Regions from separate parts of the Mus musculus genome. Here regions 2, 3, 4, 5, 6 and 7 are each linked to region 1. The links are chromatin contacts, called in public Hi-C, HiChIP or PLAC-seq and promoter capture Hi-C maps. All regions are on one chromosome and are shown on one strand. Each heading gives the region's core, a stretch centred on a gene start, on an enhancer-like site or on the middle of the called end of the contact. The rest is flanking DNA. Distances are from core to core; before and after follow the strand shown.

Evidence for each region. Promoter capture Hi-C pulls out the DNA fragments that hold promoters and counts their contacts. Hi-C and Micro-C count contacts between places; a contact is called where the count stands out from the background. HiChIP or PLAC-seq counts read pairs in DNA pulled down with a chosen protein or histone mark. Capture Hi-C pulls out chosen DNA fragments and counts their contacts.
Region 2: a contact with region 1 is called in a promoter capture Hi-C map of pre-B cells, with 4 times the contacts expected there. The contact joins the promoter of Stra8 here to the promoter of Chchd3 in region 1. A contact is called at or near these places in 2 of 39 promoter capture datasets (liver and pre-B cells).
Region 3: an H3K27ac HiChIP or PLAC-seq map of double positive thymocytes shows a contact between it and region 1, with 6 times the contacts expected there. The contact joins the promoter of Tmem140 here to the promoter of Chchd3 in region 1. A contact is called at or near these places in 1 of 39 promoter capture datasets (pre-B cells) and 1 of 115 datasets of contacts at active chromatin or transcription factors (double positive thymocytes).
Region 4: a promoter capture Hi-C map of liver shows a contact between it and region 1, with 3 times the contacts expected there. The contact joins the promoter of Agbl3 here to the promoter of Chchd3 in region 1. A contact is called at or near these places in 2 of 39 promoter capture datasets (embryonic stem cells and pre-B cells), 1 of 484 Hi-C or Micro-C datasets (CD8 T cells) and 2 of 9 other capture datasets (adipose tissue and liver).
Region 5: a promoter capture Hi-C map of pre-B cells shows a contact between it and region 1, with 2.7 times the contacts expected there. The contact joins the promoter of Mkln1 here to the promoter of Chchd3 in region 1. A contact is called at or near these places in 2 of 39 promoter capture datasets (embryonic stem cells and pre-B cells).
Region 6: a contact with region 1 is called in a promoter capture Hi-C map of embryonic stem cells, with 3 times the contacts expected there. The contact joins the promoter of Podxl here to the promoter of Chchd3 in region 1. A contact is called at or near these places in 2 of 39 promoter capture datasets (embryonic stem cells and neural stem cells) and 1 of 484 Hi-C or Micro-C datasets (embryonic stem cells).
Region 7: a contact with region 1 is called in a Hi-C map of regulatory T cells, with 6 times the contacts expected there. The contact joins the promoter of Bpgm here to the promoter of Chchd3 in region 1. A contact is called at or near these places in 2 of 39 promoter capture datasets (liver and pre-B cells), 5 of 484 Hi-C or Micro-C datasets (CD4 T cells, CD8 T cells, natural killer cells and 1 more), 2 of 115 datasets of contacts at active chromatin or transcription factors (astrocytes and pancreatic cancer cells) and 2 of 9 other capture datasets (adipose tissue and liver).

Annotation. Positions count from the first base shown.
Region 1 is chr6:33,058,887-33,061,869 of GRCm38.p6, forward strand. It overlaps Chchd3 (coiled-coil-helix-coiled-coil-helix domain containing 3), which reads right to left and starts at 1,374. Exons shown (of 8, transcript NM_025336.2): 1 at 1,114-1,374. The coding sequence starts at 1,194.
Region 2 is chr6:34,919,506-34,922,488 of GRCm38.p6, forward strand. It overlaps Stra8 (stimulated by retinoic acid gene 8), which reads left to right and starts at 1,443. Exons shown (of 9, transcript NM_009292.2): 1 at 1,443-1,549.
Region 3 is chr6:34,861,621-34,864,603 of GRCm38.p6, forward strand. Tmem140 (transmembrane protein 140) reads left to right here and starts at 1,526. Exons shown (of 2, transcript NM_197986.3): 1 at 1,526-1,720.
Region 4 is chr6:34,779,035-34,782,017 of GRCm38.p6, forward strand. It overlaps Agbl3 (ATP/GTP binding protein-like 3), which reads left to right and starts at 1,398. Exons shown (of 20, transcript NM_001289656.1): 1 at 1,398-2,025.
Region 5 is chr6:31,397,281-31,400,263 of GRCm38.p6, forward strand. It overlaps Mkln1 (muskelin 1, intracellular mediator containing kelch motifs), which reads left to right and starts at 1,548. Exons shown (of 18, transcript NM_013791.2): 1 at 1,548-1,674. The coding sequence starts at 1,577. It overlaps Mkln1os (muskelin 1, intracellular mediator containing kelch motifs, opposite strand), which reads right to left and starts at 1,493. Exons shown (of 3, transcript NR_040300.1): 1 at 1,335-1,493.
Region 6 is chr6:31,562,369-31,565,351 of GRCm38.p6, forward strand. Podxl (podocalyxin-like) reads right to left here and starts at 1,569. Exons shown (of 8, transcript NM_013723.3): 1 at 1,211-1,569. The coding sequence starts at 1,280.
Region 7 is chr6:34,474,812-34,477,794 of GRCm38.p6, forward strand. It overlaps Bpgm (2,3-bisphosphoglycerate mutase), which reads left to right and starts at 1,545. Exons shown (of 3, transcript NM_007563.5): 1 at 1,545-1,611.

The sequences.
Region 1 (2,983 bases), core at 124-2,623:
TATCTTACTACAAAAACTACCAACTAAACCACAGCAGGCAAAGGGCTCTATCACTAGTAGAGTGAGAATTGCTGGTCACAGACTCAAAAACTCAGTTCAACAGTCTGGGGTTTCTAATCAATAAAACTTTAATAAGTTCTTTTCAAAGTAACAAATTTCAAAGGAAAAAGTTTTCAAGCAGTTGAAATGTTTTTAAGTTTTTATTTCCTTGTAACTCTTACATAGTTAATTAAGAGTAGTTGTGTAAAAGCAGTAGACAGAAAATATAAAGTACTCTAAAACCTTCTGAAGTCATAGTGCTCTATTTACTAGATACAAGTAAGTGTACTTCCCAAAGCATGAAGCTCCAAAGTCGAGGCAAAGGAGAATATTAAAGTTGTTAGTGTGTATACTAACGCCCTAGAGGAAATTCAAGTTTTCAGTTCATGTATCAAGTACATGCAGAGGGCATTTAATAAGTCTCTATAACGATCCCTTAGAAGTTGTCTCAGTTCTACAACCTTGAAGGCCTGCAAACCGACCTCCGCCCCTAGCAGGCTGGCAGTTATAGGCCTGTATAGTCCAACTGGGTCAGGTTCATAACTTGGGCCAACAAACCACAGGGGAGGCGCCTGGGAAAACGAAATTATCAGGTGGAAGGGAAAGAGCCAGAAGCCAGAAATTAGCAGCAGGGTCAGGAATGACTTGAATGGTAATACCAGAAGAGGGGCAGGGAATAACAGAGGCAAAGAAGAGTAATCCTTAAAACACCAATTCACTCTGAGAAAGAACTGTGCGTGGAAAAGAAGGGCTTGGGTCCTGTACAGGAGGCACACGGACCAGCACAGTGAAGCAAGAGTTTTAATAAAGTCCTGCAACTAGTGAGCAAGGACGACCGTGGTGACCCGGCACCACCACCCCGGCACAGTGCATGGCTCCTGGCACACAACCAAGAACTTTCTCTGAATGGAGGTTCGGAGTCTTGAAACTACGAGCTTCTTCCCAGAGACCCAGACTTCTAGCGGGACAGCAGGGCGGGCCGAGAGCGGAGAAAGCAGGTGCAGCTGTCCCAGGCACATTTCAGCGTTGGGATCCGAGGTCAAAGGCTGCCCTCCGCCCGCCCACGGCACTCACCCGGATGCCCTTCACCACGGTGATGTTCTCGTTCTCGTCCGCCTCGAAGGTGACCCGGCGGGTGCTAGCGGTCCCGCCCATGGCTCCTGCTTCTGTCCCCGCAGAGTCTGGAGCGTGGACCTACGAGCACGTCAGGACCCACGCGCACACTTGCGCGTGAAAGCCCTGGACGCTTCTCTTGCAGGGCAGGAGCAAGGCCACGACCCCAAAAAAGAAGCAAGGAGAAGGCGCCGGTCCCAAAAGCCCGCCTCCTCCGGTCACGTGCCAGAAGTAGGCCGCTTCGGGTTAGCCCGAGAAGCAAACTGCCCGCCTCTTATCAGAAGGTGCACTAGGATTGGCTGGATTGGACCCGGATGCTATGGCAACAGGTGGTGCTTAATAGGGCTTCCGGAGCCTCTGAGAATAATGGGAATTGTAGTCTCGATCCGGAGCGATAGGTGCTGTGACAGGTCTCACTCCCTAAACTGTAAAGTGAACCGAGCATTCTGGGAGTTGTAGTCTTGACAGCCCTGAAGGCCTCCTTCTGGTCTACTTTCAAAAAAGTTGGTTCACCCAACCAGCTTGTTTTGCAGTTGACTCTAGAACCTTAGGTAAGTTAGGTAAATACAGGCTCTCAAAGCTAGATATGGAAGATGCACTCCCCTAAACAAACAACTTGTATATTCCAATTCACAAACCTGTAACAACTAAACTTAGCATTTTGCCACTTAGTCTTTTAAAGGGGCCGAGACTACATATGCCTATGTTCCTATCTTATGACTTTGGTATTTGTCAGTCTGTATGAAATGCAACTTTTAATGTAGGGCTTTCAAATCTACATGCAAAAATGCACAGGAAAAATTATTTACACAAAGATACAGACAGAACACTGCTTCTCGTGTTTGTGTCTCTTATTCACTTACATAAGTTAGATCACAGGATGATTAGACAGAGGAAAATGGTCCGTTCATGGAGGAGTTATAGCAGCGTTAGACAAAGTAGAGATGATCTGTTTTGGAAAGTTTCTAGCTTGGTACTTTACCTCCAAGAAGTCTAAAAATGTTAGGATAACCACACACACAGTTTCAGTTTTGTTGTTATTTGGTTATTTGGTTGATTTTAGGGTTTTTTTGTTTTGCTTTTTTGTTTGTTTGTTTGTTTGTTTGCTGTCAAACACTGTTGCTAAAAGTACAGTATGATCTTAGATTTATGGAGCCAGAGAAATACCCTTTCATTTAGAAATTAGATGGATGGGACTACTGATGTAGCTCAGTTGTCTATGCAATGCCCCAGGCCTGAGCTATGTGAAGGAGGAGAAAAAACAAGAGGGAAGAAGAAGAGTGGGGCAGAAGGGGGATGGGAGGGGAGGGGACAGAACTAGCTGAACAAAAATACCTTTTTCAATTTGCCCTTCTCAACATTAAAAGACAGAGAATACAGCATACCATGGCATCCTCCTAGGCCAAAGGGATCCACAATGTTGAAGAAATATTTTTGAGCTTCAGTTATTTGTCAGCATGTCAGAATCTGTAGCGCAAGACACTATGTCCCTCCCGCTGCTATATCCCAGCATATAGCAGCAGTGCCCTTCATCTCATTGTGTCGTTCTTTTCAACACATGTGCTCTAAATCACATGATATTCTCCTGCAGTTCTGAAACTGCCTGCCCCTGTCTGCGTCCTCCCATTACATCACAGTTGAGCTTGCTTCTCTTGAGAACCCAGATACACAGGGATTGCCGTTCCTTACATCGGGTCCTCCCCATCCATAAACACAATCACCTCACTTCCTACCCCATAGACGGCGTGTATTGAAGGGTGTTTCATAAAGCAGTTGCTCGGTCTATATTTACAAAATTAGAGGCTTCCATACGGAGAGTGAGGAGATACAA
Region 2 (2,983 bases), core at 193-2,692, 1.9 Mb after region 1:
CAGAAGGGATAGGTCATGACCCAAGCAGAGCGTGGAAGTAAAAAGATACTTTTAAAACTTGCCTCCAAGGGGGTAAGGTGTAGCTGCTCTTTGGACCTGGTACAAGCCTTTGAGAGAGGCCCTGCTGCCATTCCTGTCCTCAGCACTCTTTTCTGTATCGGTCTGGCAATTCACTACAGTGTCTTACAAAGCTCCAGCTCCTTTAGCCAGCCATATCCCTGATAGTTTAGAGGGGAGCTGGTAACTGGGTCCCCACTGGTCCCCACTCCTGTACCTTAAGCATCAGATCTGTTTTCTGTCAGGAGCAAGAGCCTCATTTCTAAGCTCAGGTTAGCCACCAACTTCATTTTTTTTTTCTTTCTGGGCTACCTGATTGCTGCGACTACAGCTATGATCCACCATTCCCACTGAACAGTTTTCATTTTGTTTAAAATCCACAATCTACCAAAACCATTTGAAAGATGACACCAGGACTCGCTAGAGTCAAATTTAAGGTACCCTGTTGCATACTTTAGAAAGGGGCTCCTTTCTAGCCAGTCACAGTCACCGTGAGGTAGATCCCGGATTGGAATCCAACTTCTGGTGCTACCAAAGTCGTGGCTGCAGCTGCTACCTCAAGTGACCTCCGTTTAACCTCTGTGGAGGGGCGGGGGCGAGGATGGTGAAGCAGCTCACCTCAGGTCAGACTGCAGGAGGCACCCTCCCTCCTATTCACAGGCTGAGCCTCTCCCCTTCCAAGGGGCTTTTGCTTGCTTTCCTTTCTCTACAAGAGTGCGCTCCTAGTGTGCCAGTTTGATATGGTGGCGCTCGTAGTGTGCCAAACTGATGTGGTGGTGTCAGGACCATTGCAGATATCTCAAGATGCGAGGGAAAAAAGTGGTTTAAAGATAATAGCACATCTGATTTGAGGCGGAAAATGAGTTGTAGTCCCTCAACCTGGAGAAAACTTGTTGCTTACTACAAACAACTCAACACATCCTCTCTCTCTCTCTCTTTTCTTCTCTGCATTTTAAGTCCACCTTTAAGGTTCTCTTCTCTGCTTTTTTAGTTGGGAATCCCCTATTCCCCTCTCCTATTTTGTACCTATTCCCTCTCACATCTTCATTTTTCTCTTTCTTTTCCTTGAAACAGGGGACTGCTACTGGGACCTTGAAGATGGCTCCTCTATATCTCAAGAGAAAGTTATAGGTGGCATTGCCCTGGTTGAGGGGTGTAAGAACTGGCGCTAGCCGCCTGGATGGGGTGAAAAGGTCATCTTGCTCCTTCCACACCCTCTTGCAACCTGTGGCAAGTTGTTACAATGTTTTCACCAATGTCCACGCTCCCCATTGGCGCCCCACCATGCATCCCCATTGGTCATGGTGGCAGTGACAGGGCTGTGATTGGTTCGCAGCCTGGGGTACCAGGTCAGTTTTTTACCTGAGGCAAGAGCCTCTCTTCTTATTCTGCGACGGGCAGTCGTGAGTGACTGACTCGTCAGGGCTTCGTGCAGTTTCCTGCGTGTTCCACAAGTGTCGAAGGTGCATGGTTCACCGTGGTGGCCTTAAAGGTAAGTACTCTCCTACCGTTTGTGTTCTGAGAGTAAAAGTGGGTGCTTGTGAATGCATGCCCTGTCAGTGGATATTTAATCTGTTTGCACAAGTTTGTGTGTATGTGTGTGTGTGTGTGTGTGTGTGTGTGTCACCGGCGACTTAAGTGCGTGTGGGTCACCCGTGACTCCTAGAGTGTATGGGGAGGGTCAGCCGCGACTCCTAGAGTGTGTATGTGTATCGCCGTAACTCCCAGAGAGTGTGTGGGTCAGCCGCGACTCCTAGAGCTTCTGTGTGGATCACCTGTGACTCCTTGAACTTGTGTGAGGGTCATCTGCGACTCCTAGAGCGTGCGTGGGGATCACCCGGGACTCCTAGAGCTTGCGTGGGGATCACCCGGGACTCCTAGAGCATGCGTGGAGATCACCCGGGACTCCTAGAGCGTGCGTGGGGATCACCCGGGACTCCTAGAGCGTGCGTGGGGATCACCCGGGACTCCTAGAGCTTGCGTGGGGATCACCCGGGACTCCTAGAGCGTGCGTGGGGATCACCCGGGACTCCTAGAGCGTGCGTGGGGATCACCCGGGACTCCTAGAGCTTGCGTGGGGATCACCCGGGACTCCTAGAGCGTGCGTGGGGATCACCCGGGACTCCTAGAGCGTGCGTGGGGATCACCCGGGACTCCTAGAGCGTGCGTGGGGATCACCCGGGACTCCTAGAGCGTGTGTGTAGGGGTTACCCGGGACTCCTAGAGAGTGTGTAAGTCACCAGTGACTGCTAGATTGTGCTTGTGGATCAACCACGACTCCTAGAGAAGGGGGTGTTACCCGCTACTCCTAGAGGATGTGTGTGGGTCACCTGCGACTCCTAGAGGATCCGTGCATCACCCGCGACTCCTAGAAAACGTGTGGTGGTCAGCTGCGACCCCTACAGCATTTGTGGGTCACTTGAGACTCCTAGAGAACGGGGGGGGGGGGAAGGGAGTGGAGAGCGGAGTCAGGGGGGAAGTCACCTGCGACTCCTAGAGGATCTGTGCTGTGTGTCCTCCTCGACTCCTAGAGCATGCATGTGTGGGTCACTTGCGACTCCTAGAGGATGTGTGGGTCACTTGCGACTCCTAGAGGATGTGTGGTTCACTTGCGACTCCTAGAGGATGTGTGGGTCACTTGCAGCTCCTAGAGGATGGGGCGGGGGTCACCAGCGACTCCTAGAGGATCTGTGCATCACCCGCGACTCCTAGAGGATGTGTGTGTGTGGGGGGGGGGTCACTTGCGACTCCTTCGGGTCACTTGAGACTCCTAGAGAATGGGGGGGGGTCACTTGCGACACCTAGAGGATGCGTGTGGGGGTCACCAGCGACTCCTAGATGATGTGTGGGAGTTGCCTACGGCTCCTAAAGGATCTGTATGTCACCTGCGACTCCTAGAGTATGGGGGGGGTCACCCCGACTCCTC
Region 3 (2,983 bases), core at 276-2,775, 1.8 Mb after region 1:
ACAACTAGGAGGTTAGAGTCACCGGCTGGCTCCTCCGCCCAACCACAGTACAAAGACTCTTCCCAACCTTACAGGCTGGACATACTGGAACCAGTCACCTTTGCCCAGCTTCTTCATAAGGTAGAAGATGCGCGTGGGAGCGAATCATCAAGCTGAGAGATCAGACTACTGTCTAGAGTACCAGCAGTACTCTAAGAAGAGCCACGTCATTCAAAAGAGGCAACAGCGTCCCTAAGTGCAGCTCCACAGGAACAGCACAGATAGTGGGTCTCAGGAAGTCAGACATCAGAGCAAAGGGCTCGGAGACTCTCCCCGAGTAAATTTGTCTGGTAGGGTGTGAGGAAGTTCAGGGGCAAAAGTGGTGTCTCAAAGGGGGTGAGGGGGTGGGGTGGGAGTGGAGGACTTAGGCTTCCAGTTGAAAATGGCAAAATGGTTGATATTTCATTTTTTTTTTCTTTGCAAGACCTCATTAAAATGGCACTTTCTTTTAAAGGCAAAAGGCTGAAAGGACAACAGTGGGAAGGAGACCAGCTCTGAACTTCCTAGCAACGGGAAAGGCAGACAACATGGAACTCGGCCTCCAGGTTGCATGGGAAAATTAAGTTTAAAGAAAAACACTATACTCTATCCAACTTTGAACAAGTTTAAGAATAGAATAAAGATATCAGTTTGACAAATTAAAAAAAAAAACAAAAACAAAAACAAAAAACCTTTGGTGTCCCTCATTTCTCAGTAAATCACCTGGAATTTATTCTACCAAAAGTGAATACAGCAGAAAAGAGAAAAGCCTGGGACCCAGAAACAAGAAATCTAACCTAGCATGGCGGCAAAGGGAACCCCTGGGATGAACCAAGACCCAGTTAGGTACAGGGTGTCATGTAGAAAGTAGAGAAAGCCGCCAAGGGTTTAGCGCTATTGGGAGCTGTCTACTGTCTTTGCCAAGCTCACCCAGTTCTGAAGCTGCAGAGATCATGTGAGCCTGGGAGGCAAGAGTCCCCTCCCTGCGATCTCAAGACTAAAAGCTTTCTTTCTCTTTTACTTTGAAATGGGAACACAGTGTTTCTGTTGCTCTATAACTGTTAGATATAACTTTGCTAACGGCAAAGTTTCCAATCTAGAGACACAGTCAAGATCATCGGTTGAGTTTTGAAAGGAGAGTCCAAGGCATAGGTGCCTTCCAAAGGAATGAGAAGAGGGGACCCAGGTTCCAGGAGCTACACTGGCTGGAAGCTTGGCCATGTGAACTAAGGTCCCTCCCTAGAAAGATTCTGGGTCGTGTTTCTCTAAGAGTTGCAATGCCCTGGAGGTCTGGAAGCTGGTATCAACTTTCGCACAGTAAAATCGGGACCCTCACCTGGCTCAGGCAGGGTGCGCCAGTTGTGGGTCATGTGCTCCCATGAGCAACAAGTTGTTTACACTCTTCATTTCTGAAAAGTCATAAGACACAGGCAAGTTAAAAAACGAAAGTGAAATCAGCTGAGAGTGACATCAGTCAGCACAAATGTACCAAAGTTCAGAGCTGTTTACTTGAACGCGACTGCCTGCGAGTGCAGGCAGAGCCCAGGAGCTCTGAGCTGTCTGCTTGCAGCTTCTCTCCTCTGCCCTGGTTTCTGGAGCCTGACTTTAGAAAGCAGCCCAGGAGAAGATCGACTCCCCAGACAGACGCTGATTTCCTGTGTCACCTTTTGATGAGTGTTCCTGGGCTCCAGCGTTGGTTTTTGTAAGTACACCCCCACAACTCCACAAGGGATAAGAGGTGTTTAAGTTCCCAGACTCCACATTCTAGCAACAAACCAAGGGGGGACGCTTTGCTTGGTGTCGGTGGCCTCCTCTCTCCCCAGAGAGTGATATAACCTTTCACCTCTGTCCTGCCCCCATGCTCGTAAGCATCACTGTGTGCATCTCTGCCTCAAAAACTCTGTAAATGGTTAGAAACACACAGGTAGCTGCATGCAGCCTGGTGTTCAGGAAGCTTGTACCATTAATACCTGTGGCTTTGGGACACATTGTTCTCCAGAAGTAGGCAGGCAGACAAAAACATGTCACTACAGCCAAACTGATACCAAGATTTGAAAAACACAAAGAAAAGATCTGTGTTCTTGTCCAAAAGAGAATTATAGGACATAAAAGATTTTAAGACCTGATATCAGCCCCCAAAGGAAACTCATGGAGGGGGGATTGTCCCTTGAAACAGGTCTTTCTTTTTCTTTTTCTTTTATTTTCTTTCCTTTTCTTTTCTTTTCTTTTCTTTTCTTTCCTTTCTTATCTTTTCTGGCTGATTAATAACTCCCATTACACTTCTTTAATCTGTAAAATCAAGTTGTTGGATAGGAGAGAAAAGAAAAAAAAAAAAAAACGGGGGGGTGGGGGGAAATCTTTCAGAGACAGCTGAAGTGTGTTTTCAGTATTTCCTCCTCTCTGGGTCTTCCTAATCGCAGGTCTGAGAGTCAGCGCCTGGAGCAAGGCCTCACACATCCCGTTTTCTAAGCTGCTATTTTAGTCCCCACATTATCGAATTACTAAGGCTATGGTGGCTTGCTCTATAATCTCACTTTTCACCAACAGCACGTAATTCTGGGAACATTTTAATGTGGCCTTCACTGGGAAACACCACAGGACTGATTTTCTCCACCTCTCCTCTCTCCTGTGCACCTGTCTGGGGATGCCTTGACCACCCGTGGCCTCTCCTCTCCTGTGCATCTGTCTAGGGATGCCTTGACCACCCATGGCCTCCTCTCTCTCCTGTGCACCTGTCTAGGGATGCCTTGACCACCCCTGTGCTTTTGAATTGGCTCCTAAAAGCTGCTTCTCCATTCTAACACACAACTGACCTCCGTTATGCCTGACATTGTAGTACTCCATCCTTTCTATGATACTGCCTAGGGGTAAGGCGGTAAAAGTGGGTCATTTGGCCAAAAACACAAACCTTAGAGTCAGAGTCACCATGTTAGGAAGCCAGTCTTGGCATCTGGAGTGTCACTGA
Region 4 (2,983 bases), core at 148-2,647, 1.7 Mb after region 1:
AACAACAACAACAAAAAACAATAGATTCCATATAAAACAAACTGGCTTACCCTATTTACTGTCCAACAGCACAATACCACCAGCGGGGGATGTTTTAAGAAAAGTCTAGCTTGACTGTGATTCTAGTGGTACAAGCCAAGGGAACACATTTGGTGACGGACTTGCAGGCAGAGAGTCCCAAGTGACCAAATGGTACCCCTTAGCAGAAACTGGGAGTGGGTGCCCTCTGTTGTCCTATAGAGCCACTAAGTTTTAATTATGAGAACTCCACGCCGATGGTCTCATTCATCTTACTTACCCCTGAACGGCCCCACATATAAACAGAAGTAGGGTTATGTTTCTGTTCTTACATATCCACAGGAGCAAGTAAATTTCGGTACTGGAGCTTTGAGGATACCCTCAAACCAGAGAGTCTCTGAGCATTGTCTCCGTTAGTGATATACACATGGCATAAAACCAAGCACAACTAACTATGAAGACTAGTTTTCAAACAAGTGTGATCAATGGCACACTTCATTTCCTCAGGCCAATGCCCAAAGAAACAGAAAGTCTCAAGGTCTGACACAAACACATTCCCAGAAAGTTAACAAATCTAGAGATGCTAACCCATTTCCATGCTGAAACTGAAGCGCTTAATGCGAACCATGAGGGCACTGAACACCTCCTCATTCTTTTTGTCTATATGGGTTTTTCTTTTATTAACTTTACTTGGAAAACTGTTCCAACTGTATTATCCACCAAAGTGAAAAGTGACCAACAAATCAGGGTTAAATATACACACACAAACACAGATCCTAAGACTGCTGTGGGGGTCTTATTGACTTAAATAAGGCAAGGTGGGAGATTTGCTTTGTGAAAGTGTTGGCTAACAAAGAATTTCTAAGCTGATGAAATTTTTGAGAATTTACCCTTATACATATAACCATGACTCCTCCAAATCAAGTATTTTAAGTCTCACTTCCAGAATAAGAATGAATTATAATTGTGCAAAATAGAACTCAACCTTTTAACTTCAAATAAATTAGTTCATTTTTATTAATAAGGTTCAGTTCAGAAAATTAACTTGCCCGTGGTCATCAGGTTGTTAAAAGTCAAGGGGGGCTCTAGACACAAGCCTTAAACTGTATGTTCTACTGCCTTCTCAGCGCAGGCACCTAGCAAACAAGTTATAGTCACTCAGAACAAACTGCAGTCGCATCTTCCCCAGTGCTAAACTCTCCCTCCTGCAATGCTCAAACCGGTCCATACCATAAGCCAAGCCAGGAGTTCCCATCATCCCCTAGCATCAATGTCTCCCGCCAAAAACCTCACCACCTTCACAGCTGTCCCTAGGAAGAAATCACTAAAGCTCCCCAAAGTCTCGCGAGAGTACAGCCGTTGCCCTGGCAACAAGCGGCCTGCTCTCTCAGCGACCGCTGAATTTCGATGGCATTTGCTCTGACCCTGTCGTCGCCCGGTGCCTGGGGGACATCCTAAAGTATTCTCCCGGCAGGGGTGGGACGACCGGCGGACTTGAAGAGGCCCAGGGAACGAGGCGGGCGGCGGACGCGCCGCTTAGGCAGCGGGGAGCGGGGGAAATGCGGCCCTCGGCGCGGGACGGCGCGGGGCCCGCGTGAGTGAGGAGGCTCCGCGCGGGTCCCGCCCCGAGAGAAGGCCTGGCGCGGCCGCACGCCCCCCGCTCGCCGCTTCGGGCGCGGACCGGCGTCCGCGGGCTTCCGGCGCCTAGCGCCTGCACGCCTCGTCCGCGCACGTAAGGAGCTGCCGCCGGGCGTCCCGGCGGGTTGTCGTAATTTCGAGCCGTCATCCGGGGCTGAAGCTTCGGTCTCCGCCCCGAGATGTCACCTAGAAACCGCTCTCTCGACTGCAGTTGGCGTTTATGATGAAGCTTCGCGAGGCCTTCCGCGCCGTCCGCGCCCCCGAACGCGCTCGTCTGTAGACGTCAACCGGGGGCTGAGAAGGTGTTTGTCGGCGGTGGTCAAAAGGCTCGCTTTTAGAGAGAACCAAACACCAGTAGTTGTGAAATTGGTAAATTCTTTTGGTGTCCTCCAAAGTGTAAAAGCTTGGCAAGGATGATTTCATTGCAAATAAGAAAAGAGGAAACGTATACCTAAAACTGTATTATCCCCAAAGGCACAATCACTGGCATGTGTAGCAGGAGGAAAATGTCATTTTAGTAAAATGCCAATTTCAGGCTTGCCTAGAAGCAACAGTGGTCATCTCCAGCCGGACCTTCTGGTAGCTATTCCAATACAAATGGTGTCATTGGCTTTAAAAGTTAAATATACAGTAATGATCACGGTTAAAGAGAAACTTAAGTTATACACACTGAAGCTCGGGTCAACTGAAAGTTCAAGAGAAAGGGGAAAGTTTTTACACTATTGCTACATTTTATTGTCTGAATAATTATAACTTTTCTTGTGTACTTTTTAATGCGTGAAGACAATCCCCATTTACTATTGCAGTGTAGTGTTTAGTTATGAATATAAAATGTAAATGGCCTGGCTATATACTGTGGAAGTTTTTCAACTAAATTATTTACGTGATTTGTCTCTCTTGTTTCAACAGATTTTTTAAGTTTTATTTTTGTTCATAAAACATACTGACAGGTTATAAATATATCCCCCTTCATCTCTTCTAAAATTCACACCCCCATTCCATATCCACTCATCATCTTAAATTTTTTATTTAATTAAAATATAATTACATCATTTATCCCCCTTCCAACCCTCTCAGATACATATCCTCTTTTGCTATTTATTATCATTGTGTGTTTAAATAAATATATAAATGCAACTTGCAGAAGCCTATTGAATATTGCTTATGTGTATATTCTTTGTAGGACTGAACATCTGGTATTGGATATCTGTTTAGGAAGCTTGCTTTGTAGTAACGGATAGTTTTGTAAAATCTTTGAATTTGAAATTAATTTCCTGTATCCTTACTAGTTTAGTTTTCAGAGATCTGTCACTCTTAATTAAATACA
Region 5 (2,983 bases), core at 298-2,797, 1.7 Mb before region 1:
GTTGATCAGGAACTATACAATTCTCTGCCTGGAAGAAAAACAACAACAACAATAACAACAACAACAACAATGACTTACTAAGATCCAAAAAGAAGAGGAATTAGCAAATTGTGGGTCCTCTAACTGGAGTGAATCCCCATCTTATCTTCTCCCTTTTAGAAGACAATCTTTCCCTCCAAGATAATTTCTCTGTAACTAACTTCCTCCATGGTAGGCAGTTATCTAACTGAAGTCAGTGGGGTTAGAGCATTACCTCAGGGGTCATTACCTCAGGGGTCATTACCTCAGGGGTCAATACCTCAGGGGTCATTACCTCAGGGCTCATACTCATTCCCAACAAAGTCTTAAACACTGAGTATACTTGTGGTCTAGCTGACATTGCTAGTGGTATCATAGTAGAGGCTACTGCTAAAATTTCACCAATGGAAACGAAGCCAATAAAGAATTGGAGAGATTTGATGGGCCGGTTAACGATCATAATCAAAAAGAGTAAAACTATTGGATCATTTATTGAGATACTCTTTGCTTGAGTTTTTAATATCCTCTGGTTGACACAATGATGCAATCCAAACTTCCAGGAGTCCAACCTCTTAGGCAGGGAGTGACACGATTTTGGGTGATGCCGCTAGGTAAGCAAGGGCATATTTATAACCCTGACAAACAGGTACTAGACAGGAGCATTATCTAACTTTGCCACCTATTTAGGCCAGATGTTCCTTTTGTGATAAAAAGCTGGAATGATGCCTGCTGTCAGGCTTCATGAACAGTATGTATGTTGGAGGTGGGTGGGGTGTACTCATTATTCCTTCTGAAGAAGACGCGATCTTTTCTCAAACATCTCTCTCTTTCCAAACATTTGGGCTAAATTTATGTTAAAATTCAAAGCAAGCAGATTTAATGCCGGAGACAAATGATGGCACACAACTTTCCAACTCTGAGCATCTTCCTGGTATGTGGGCGAATGTCATTTCTGGGTACAACGATGCCATCAGAATATTAGTAAGAGAGGCCGACAAGAAATGTTTACAGACTGATAGCAGAACACACTAGCTGTTCCTTTATCTTGCCTCCACCTGACCCTTGAACACGGTGACAAGGACATTTTTACCCCAGGTCAACTGCAGAGACAAAGGCCATACGTTATTATTGCACTTCAATTCTCCTCACCTCTGTTTCCGGAGAGGATTTATAAACAGGCTAGAGCAGTGGTTTCCAAAGTAGGAAAGATGGAAAGATATTCCCTTCCCAAGCTCATCGAATTTTCCCTTCCTATTCTAGGAGACGTTTCTTTCTTTTTTTTTTTTTTTTCAAAATGTCCTTGGCTTTGTCTTTACCTGAGCTTGTATGAAAAGTCCTCTGTGCCACTCCTCTGCCAGCCTCACAGGAAAGGAAAGCCTCCCTGGGAGGGTCAGCTAGGAAAGGACAGCGTGGGAAACCCGAGGAAGCGGCCTCCAAGCAGCCAGTGCCGGCCCTGCGCGGTCGGGTTCCCGGCGCGGCCCCTTTAAGAGCAGGCCCCGTCCCCGCCCTCCTCCTGGCGGGGCTGGCGCTCGGTGGTGGCCGCTACGGTGCTGACAAGATGGCGGCTGGCGGGGCTGTTGCTGTGGCGCCGGAGTGCCGGCTTCTGCCCTACGCGCTGCATAAGTGGAGCTCCTTCTCCTCCACCTACCTTCCCGAGTAAGTGCGGGGCCCCGCGCTCGAGCTGTCGGAGCCGCTCGGTGAGAGCGCGGCCCGCCAGAGCGTGCGGTGTGGGGAGCGGAGCCGAGAGAGGCCCAGGCGGGGCCTGTGACGGGGAACGCGCGGCCTCCGGAGCTTCTCAGTGCGGCGGCCGAGTGCTCCGGCCTGGCGGGCCGAGGCCGGGCTGAGGGCCCGGGAGCGAGCTCCGGGTGGCGGCGGCGAGGCGGGCTTGCGCAGCGGGAGGTGAGGCGGAGCGGAGCGGGGCTCCGGGCCCGGGCCGCGGGCGAGCCTCCCCCGCCGTCGGAGGTGGTCAGGGCGACGACGGGGGCCCGGTCCTTCCCGGACGGCTCGGACAGCGCCGGAGTTCCTGAGCCCGCAGTAAAAGTGCTTAGCTCTGCACGAGTGGCGAGAGAAGTTGGGGAGTCCATCCGCACCCTGGCGAGAACTTGGAGGACTGGCAGAGGGGTGTCTTGGCTTTTTTTGGACGGGGGGGGGGGCTGGAAGTTCTGAAAAAGATAGGGAAGGAGGGCAGGTCTGGGGGCGTGCGGCTTGCCCGAGGGCACCACCAAGTCAGCAGAAATGGCCTTAGGAACACAACGAGGAACGGGTGCAGTTTTCCGTTGCTATTCGAATAAAATTGCTACATCTCCGGAGTGTCCTGAACAGGGAGTGTGTTCCATTCGTATTTTTAAAATTCCTCCCGTTTGTTCAGATTGGATTTCTCGAGTCCAGTCGGTCAGGACTCTGGAAGTTGAAGCTGCGGGTGAAGAGTCAGCCTCCGCGGACTGCCCACCTGCCCTCCTCCTAGTCACCAGGTCAAGGGTTGGCACTGAAGCCTTGTAGCTCCCGCCCAATGAAGGCTGACCTGTGGTCTGATCTGGCCGGTTGTGGCCTGTTGATAGCTGGTACATGGCCACATCTCTGATTGATATTGGAACCCAGCTTTTAATTTGAGGGTGAGCTGGATAAGCACCGACCTTCATTTGAAGTGGACTTGTGGCTGTTCATTCTGTAAACCTCTGTTTTTTTGTTTTTTGTTTTTGTTTTTTTTTGGTAGTTTTTTCTTTTGGAGGTGTGTGTGTGGTTGTTTGTTTTGGAGGCCTTTTTAAGGTTGTTTGTTTTGACTGACTCCTTTGAATCTGAAGATAACATTTTTTTTTGTGTCTAGGTTAGAGAGTTGGTGGTGTGTCACTAACTACCTCGAATGACTTTTTCCACCCCCAGGTCTTTGGTTAGATAACTTACACTTTAGGTTGTCTGCCATCGCTTTACCTTCTGGTGTAGGCATGAGACTGGGATAGCCCAAATC
Region 6 (2,983 bases), core at 319-2,818, 1.5 Mb before region 1:
TTCCCATCTTCCTCGAACTGCACCCCTCCTCAAGGAGCACAGGCCCTTCCCCCAATGGGAGTACTCTTCCCTTCCAGGTCCCGTTGGAGTCCCAGGCCACCCTCCGGAGGTTTAAACCTCCATTCCCTGAGGACCAGCCCTCGCCACCCTACCATCTCATCTCTCATTGTTCTGCAGAATCCTGTTCCCCCAACACTAACTCCCACAGCAGCAGAGTCCCTTCCCCGCTTGGGCGGTCACCACTGTACTTCCGACTCTGGAAAGCCTCCCTTCGCTACTTTCTCCCTGCAGCTACCTGCTCAAGATAGGCTACTCCGTTTATGAAACCTGCCTCTCTCTCCTGGGCTGAGTCTCTCAGCTGTTTGGCAGGGACTTTGGGACACCTGCTCTGGTTATGTTTGCAGACACTGCCTGACCTCTCAAACAGAAAGTAACATTCCACCTTCAGAAAGAAGGTAGTGGGATCGTCTCCAAGCTGGGTCTGATGGGAGATGGGTGCCCGAGGTATTACTAAGACACAACTCAAACCTCATTTGTGAAAGAAATTTCTTGTTTACACAAAGGGGTGGGAGGGGCCCACCATCCTGGCCATGCTCTGAGAAAGAATCCGGTCCTTTGGCAACATGAAGGCAAGGACCCCACTGAACCAGGCTCTGGGACCCTGGAAGGAGCGCTTATTCCACCCGTCCCGGGACAAGCTTAAGAAAAAGCGCTTGCACAAGAAGTACGCTACACGCGTGGGCATTTAGGGATTTGAGGTCAGTTTCAGGGGCTCCTTCTTGTGGTCCCTGCCCGCGGCTTTGCTTAGTTTCAACGACCTCCCAATACGGTCCCCTAGTAGCCCCAAACACGAGAAAGAGAAATCGCATTCTGGTGGTCATGCGGGAATCTGGGACCTCCCCACAACCCAAAGTTTCCCCCCCATCTCCAGCGAACCCACCAAGTGCCCCCTTTACAATCTCACAACCTCCGGCTCACTCTACACCAGTGAAGACTAGGAATAAATCCACGATCTGGCCCCGCACCTGCGGGGTTCTCCAATTTGGAGGGGGCGTGGATGGTGCCAAGGTCAGGACTCTGCGTGCGGCCACGCGGGAGAGGCTGCAAGCGGTCCGACCACGCGGTGCAGCCGGCTTCCCAGGAGCCCCACCAGGCTTGGGGCGGAGGGGAATGACCAGGGGTCCCGGCAGAGCCGCGGCTGTCCACTCACCATTATGGGAGTGAGATGCAGGCGACAGTAGCAGCAGCAGCAGCGCGGAGAGCGCCGTAGTGGGAGGCATGGTTGTGCTCGCCCGGGGACTCCGAGCAGGTGGCTGCGGCGCTGGCGCAGGGTCGCGCGTCCGGACAGCGGGAGCGTCGGCGCCGCTCCGGGAGGCCTGGCGACGGCCGCGAACTCCGGAGTCGCGATCCGGCCGCTCCTCCTGCCTACCGCAGAGCTGGGCTGGGACACGGAGCCAGCAGCGACGAGCGAAGGTGTCTGCGGCCCGGGCGGTGTCTGCGCCGCTGCGGCCCCGCGCACGTTGCTGCGAAGACTCCCGCCCCGTCCCGTCCGCGCTGGCCTCCGCCCCCTCCCCCAGGAGCTCGCCCACAGCGGCGGCGGGGTCGGGCGGGGCGGCGGCTGGGCGGGCGCTGGGCTGCGAACAATAAGCAGAGGAGGAAACTCCGCCCTGGAGCGCGGCGGGCGGGGGAGCAGGGGCTGGCGGTCCCGGGCAGTGCGTGTGTGAGTGAGTGTGTGTGTGTGTGTGTGTGTGTGTGTGTGTGTGTGTGTGTGTGTGTGCCTGTGAATCTGTGCTCACGCTGTGTATACTTGCCTGCGCGCGCGCCAGGGACCCTGTCAGACAATCAATCCATGCCGCGGATGTCCTACACATTGCTTTTGCAGGGGATCAGCCCGGATCCTCCATAATGCTACCGCCCTTACAACGCAGGCACAGGCCCCCCCAGTCTGGAAGTTCCGATAAGAACCGACCCTTCCAGGCCCCCAGACCTCAGCGCCTTCCTGCGGCAGAACAAGGGAAGCAGGTCCCCTGCCCAGCAGGTGCCTGGATCTCGTGCAGTCCCCAAGTCTGTCCTCCGGGATGAGCCCCGTACCATCTGGACGGGTTTTTGTTTTTGTTTTTGTTTTTGTTTTTGTTTTTAACCTCTCCCACCGATGTACAAATGGATGCGACTCTTTTAAGGCAAAAATTTCAGCGCTTAATTCGTGCGCGTCTGTGTTCTAAGTGCTTTGCACGTATTAATTCGCTTGCTCTTCACGGCAGTCACATTTTTAAGCCTCGTTTTGCAGACAGAAAAATAGAGTTAAAAAAATAGTTTAAAAAGTTGTTTAAGATCCCTTAGGTGGTAAATAGCAGCCTTACTTCTGAGATTAATCTGGAAAAATACTTTGCACAGAGCCCGTAATACTGTAATTGAGCCATAAGAAATAATATTGCTGAATAAAAAGCAGCAATGGAGATTTAAGGGCCTCGGCGTCAAATCCAACCTGGGCTCAAAACCTAGTTGGGCTAACTCACTCTGAGTGCTTTGATTCTTTACATACGAAGAACAAGGCTAACAACACTTCCAACAGCTGCTGAGACACTTGCTTGGGAGACGCACTTAGCGTAGGGCCAGAACCTTGAACAGCCTTAATGAAAGAAGCAGCTTTCGCTCGTGAGAAACCCATAGACCTGAGGTGGGAGATCGGAATTGGAGAATCTCATAAATGGAGAATCTCATAAACCCGAGTTTACTCTGTGAAAGGACAAAGAAGCTCGCATCCTATTCGTTTGGGGAGGCGGGGAGGCTTTGCGGGCTGCAGACTCAGTGGAGTCCCCTGCAGAGGTGGCACTCTCATCTCGGGATACAAAGCTGAAGGGGGAGGGGAGGCTGACACGGAAAGGATATGGTGAAAATTTGTCACACATGACTCCTGGGTTGCTAATCCGGAGTCTTTCTGTCAGATGAGCCTAAGTGGAGAGATTGTTCCCGGATCCCAAGG
Region 7 (2,983 bases), core at 295-2,794, 1.4 Mb after region 1:
AAGATGTTTTGTTTTTTTTTAAAATAACAATGTACACACTAGTGACCCTGGTGAATAGTTCTAAAAGACAAGTATTGTAAAGTTTTATATGCCAAGCTAGTGTTATTGAGTATTCCTAACAAGGTCAAAGTAAATCAAATGAGCAGGCATCCTAAGGTTCAGAGTACCCTCAAATGTCAAATGCTGTATGGCTGTTAGGATTGGTTTTGCATGGCTGCCGTTACCCTTCCTGAGGAGAAAGCTTTGATACTACAGGGCAGCGGAAATGTTTTCTGGTCCATCTGCCCTCATGAAGAAGAGGAAGAACAGGTTGGCAGGTGTGTACGATTGGGCAGATTCCTTCTCCAGCTGTTCTGACCTGAGAATCCACTGGCTAAGACAAGTAGCCACACCTGAGCCATCCAGGAGGTAGAGTTTAACTTTGCTAAGCCACCATCACTACAGCACTGGGTTCACACACCATCACTCCAGCCGACAGAACTCACTGTCCTTGAGAGACGCTCTCTCAGAAAGGGGTAGCTGCAACTATCATGAGCTAAAATGCATAAATGGGACATACAGCTTGCTACAAGCAGGCCATCATGACACCAGTTCATGGTGTGTCAAGATTTTCATCCTAAATAACTGATCTGAGCACCCATTAGCTGGTCACAAACTTATTGGACTTGTTTATAGAATTAACTAGGTGAGTTCAGAAGACACTAAGTGGAACAGCTTTCAGAAACCAAGAAGGGGAATTTTCCCGTCTGCTCAGGCACACATAACATTTCTTATCTTTCTCATTCACGTTTTGACACACGTTTCAGACCTTGTGTGGTAGTTCAAGCCTGCTTAGTAGCTTCCAGCTCTGGTACCAGACCCGAGTGACAAGCTGGCATTTTCATAGGTTTAATTTCAGAAACTGTAGTGTACCATTTTCTACTTTTCTAACCTCTTCGCCCTTCTTGTACTTTTAGGATATCCTATTATTCGCTTCTCTTCTCTTCATAATGTTAGGAGAAAGTAAGAATGAGCGACTATCTGTAAATAGGACACTTTAAAGGTTTTCATTTTAATCTCTGTTTTCGACGCACAGGCGTGCCAAACAAGCTTTCGTGAGGATCTACCGGGTTCAGCCTAGGTAGGACCTGAAATTTTCCGTTAACTAGAAGAAGTATCCCTTCATCTGCTGACCCGCTTTTCACAGCAGGTGTGTTTCAATTTCGAGAACTTCAAACAGGTCTCTGGACGGCAAAGCTAGCAGCCCACAAACATTGCCCCGGCGATGCTCAGGGGTTTGGGTCTCTACGACTAAAGCCCGCCTGCCTATGTCCGAAACTACCATCTTATTGGTCTATCCGTGCGTCTGTTTCCTCATTAAACCAATCATAGCTTCCCTTCTTACCCCAGGGACTTGAGAAACCGGAAAGAACCTCCGGCTGGTCGCTGGCCAGAGGGCGGGGCCGTGAATGAGTGACAACTCTGTCTTCCAATACCCAGCGCTATCGGTTCTGACCATTTTGGCTTCTAGGCTACAAAAGAGCGTTGATGCCGGCTGTAGCGATGAATCCTCACTGGCGTCTGCAGCACGGCGTTACCGAGGACCGGCTGCTACTGGTAGTTTCCTTGCAGGTGAGTGGCTTCGTTGTAATTGTTACAGTTGTGAGGATTTCTTTTCTTTCATGAGTGGCTTGCTGTTCTATCGTGAGAAGGCCGGTTGCTACCTTGCCCGGCTTTAGTATCTGGTGGGAACCTGATGCCCGCTTCAAGCGAGACCCTCCCGAGTACCCCAGCTCTCAGCTGGCCCTTTCTCAGCGAGCATCTCTCAGGAACAGTGAGTTCTGTCGGCTGGAGTGATGGTGTGTGAACCCAGAGCTGTAGTGATGGTGGCTTAGCAAAGTTAAACTCTACCTCCTGGATAGCTCAGGTGTGGCTACTTGTCTTAGCCAGTGGATTCACTGGAAGGAAGCAGGTGTAGGGCGAAGGCAGACCTTGATCCTAAAAGTGTAAGTTAAGGGGGGAAATATCATGGAAGGCAAAGAGGTTGTTGCATATTCAGGAGTCTCAGGAACCATATTCCGGGTTCAGGGGAACACTACCCCCTCCCCAGCACACACGCGTGCACGCCCGACCACCACTATCATGGCCAAAAAGTGTCATTTCTTTTTGTGCTAAGGGGTAGGAGCAAGTATTTCACTACAGTAAGTCAAAAGAAATGCAAAATTGTAATGAAGTTTATTATTAGACTTTGCAGGATGGAGCCCCCCCCCCCAAATTAGGAAGGGTTTATAGCCCGTGAATGGGGGAAATGGTTCTAGAATATTAACTAACAGAATTCCGACGCCTTCGGGAGGAAATAAAAAGTAAATGGTTACATTTCAGCAGCAGGTACAAACGTTTCTATAATAAAAGTCGTGTTAGTTTGTCTGTAAAACTGAATTTTCACATTTTTTTAAAAGAATTGTTTATTTTATGTATATAAGTACATTGTAGCTGTATTCAGACACACCAGAAGAGGACATCTGATCACTTTACAGATGGTTGTGAGCCACCATGTGGTTGCTGGGAATTTAACTCAGGACCTCTGGAAGAACCGGCAGTGTTCCTAACCTCTGAGCCATCTCTCCAGCCCAATTTTCACATTTTTTTCAAGACTGTTTTATGTGTATGATTTTTTTGCCTGAATGTATGTATGTGTACTCTGTGTACGCCTAGTGTCCATGGACCACCCCCCCCCCCCCGGAACTGGAGCAAATGTCTATGAGCCCCCCTGCAGGTGCTAGGAAGGGAACCCAGTTCCTCTGGAAGAGCAGCCAGTGCTCCTGACCACTGAGCCATCTCTCCAGCCCAGTTTCCACATCGTTTAAAAAGGCAGAAGTTACATTTCTAAGGCCCATGCCTTTATTAAAGGCTATGTAAAATTAAAGATAATTAGACAATTTTTCACTATCATGTCTACAAGGAAACTCTCACTGTATTGACCTCTGTATGAAGTCTATAGCAA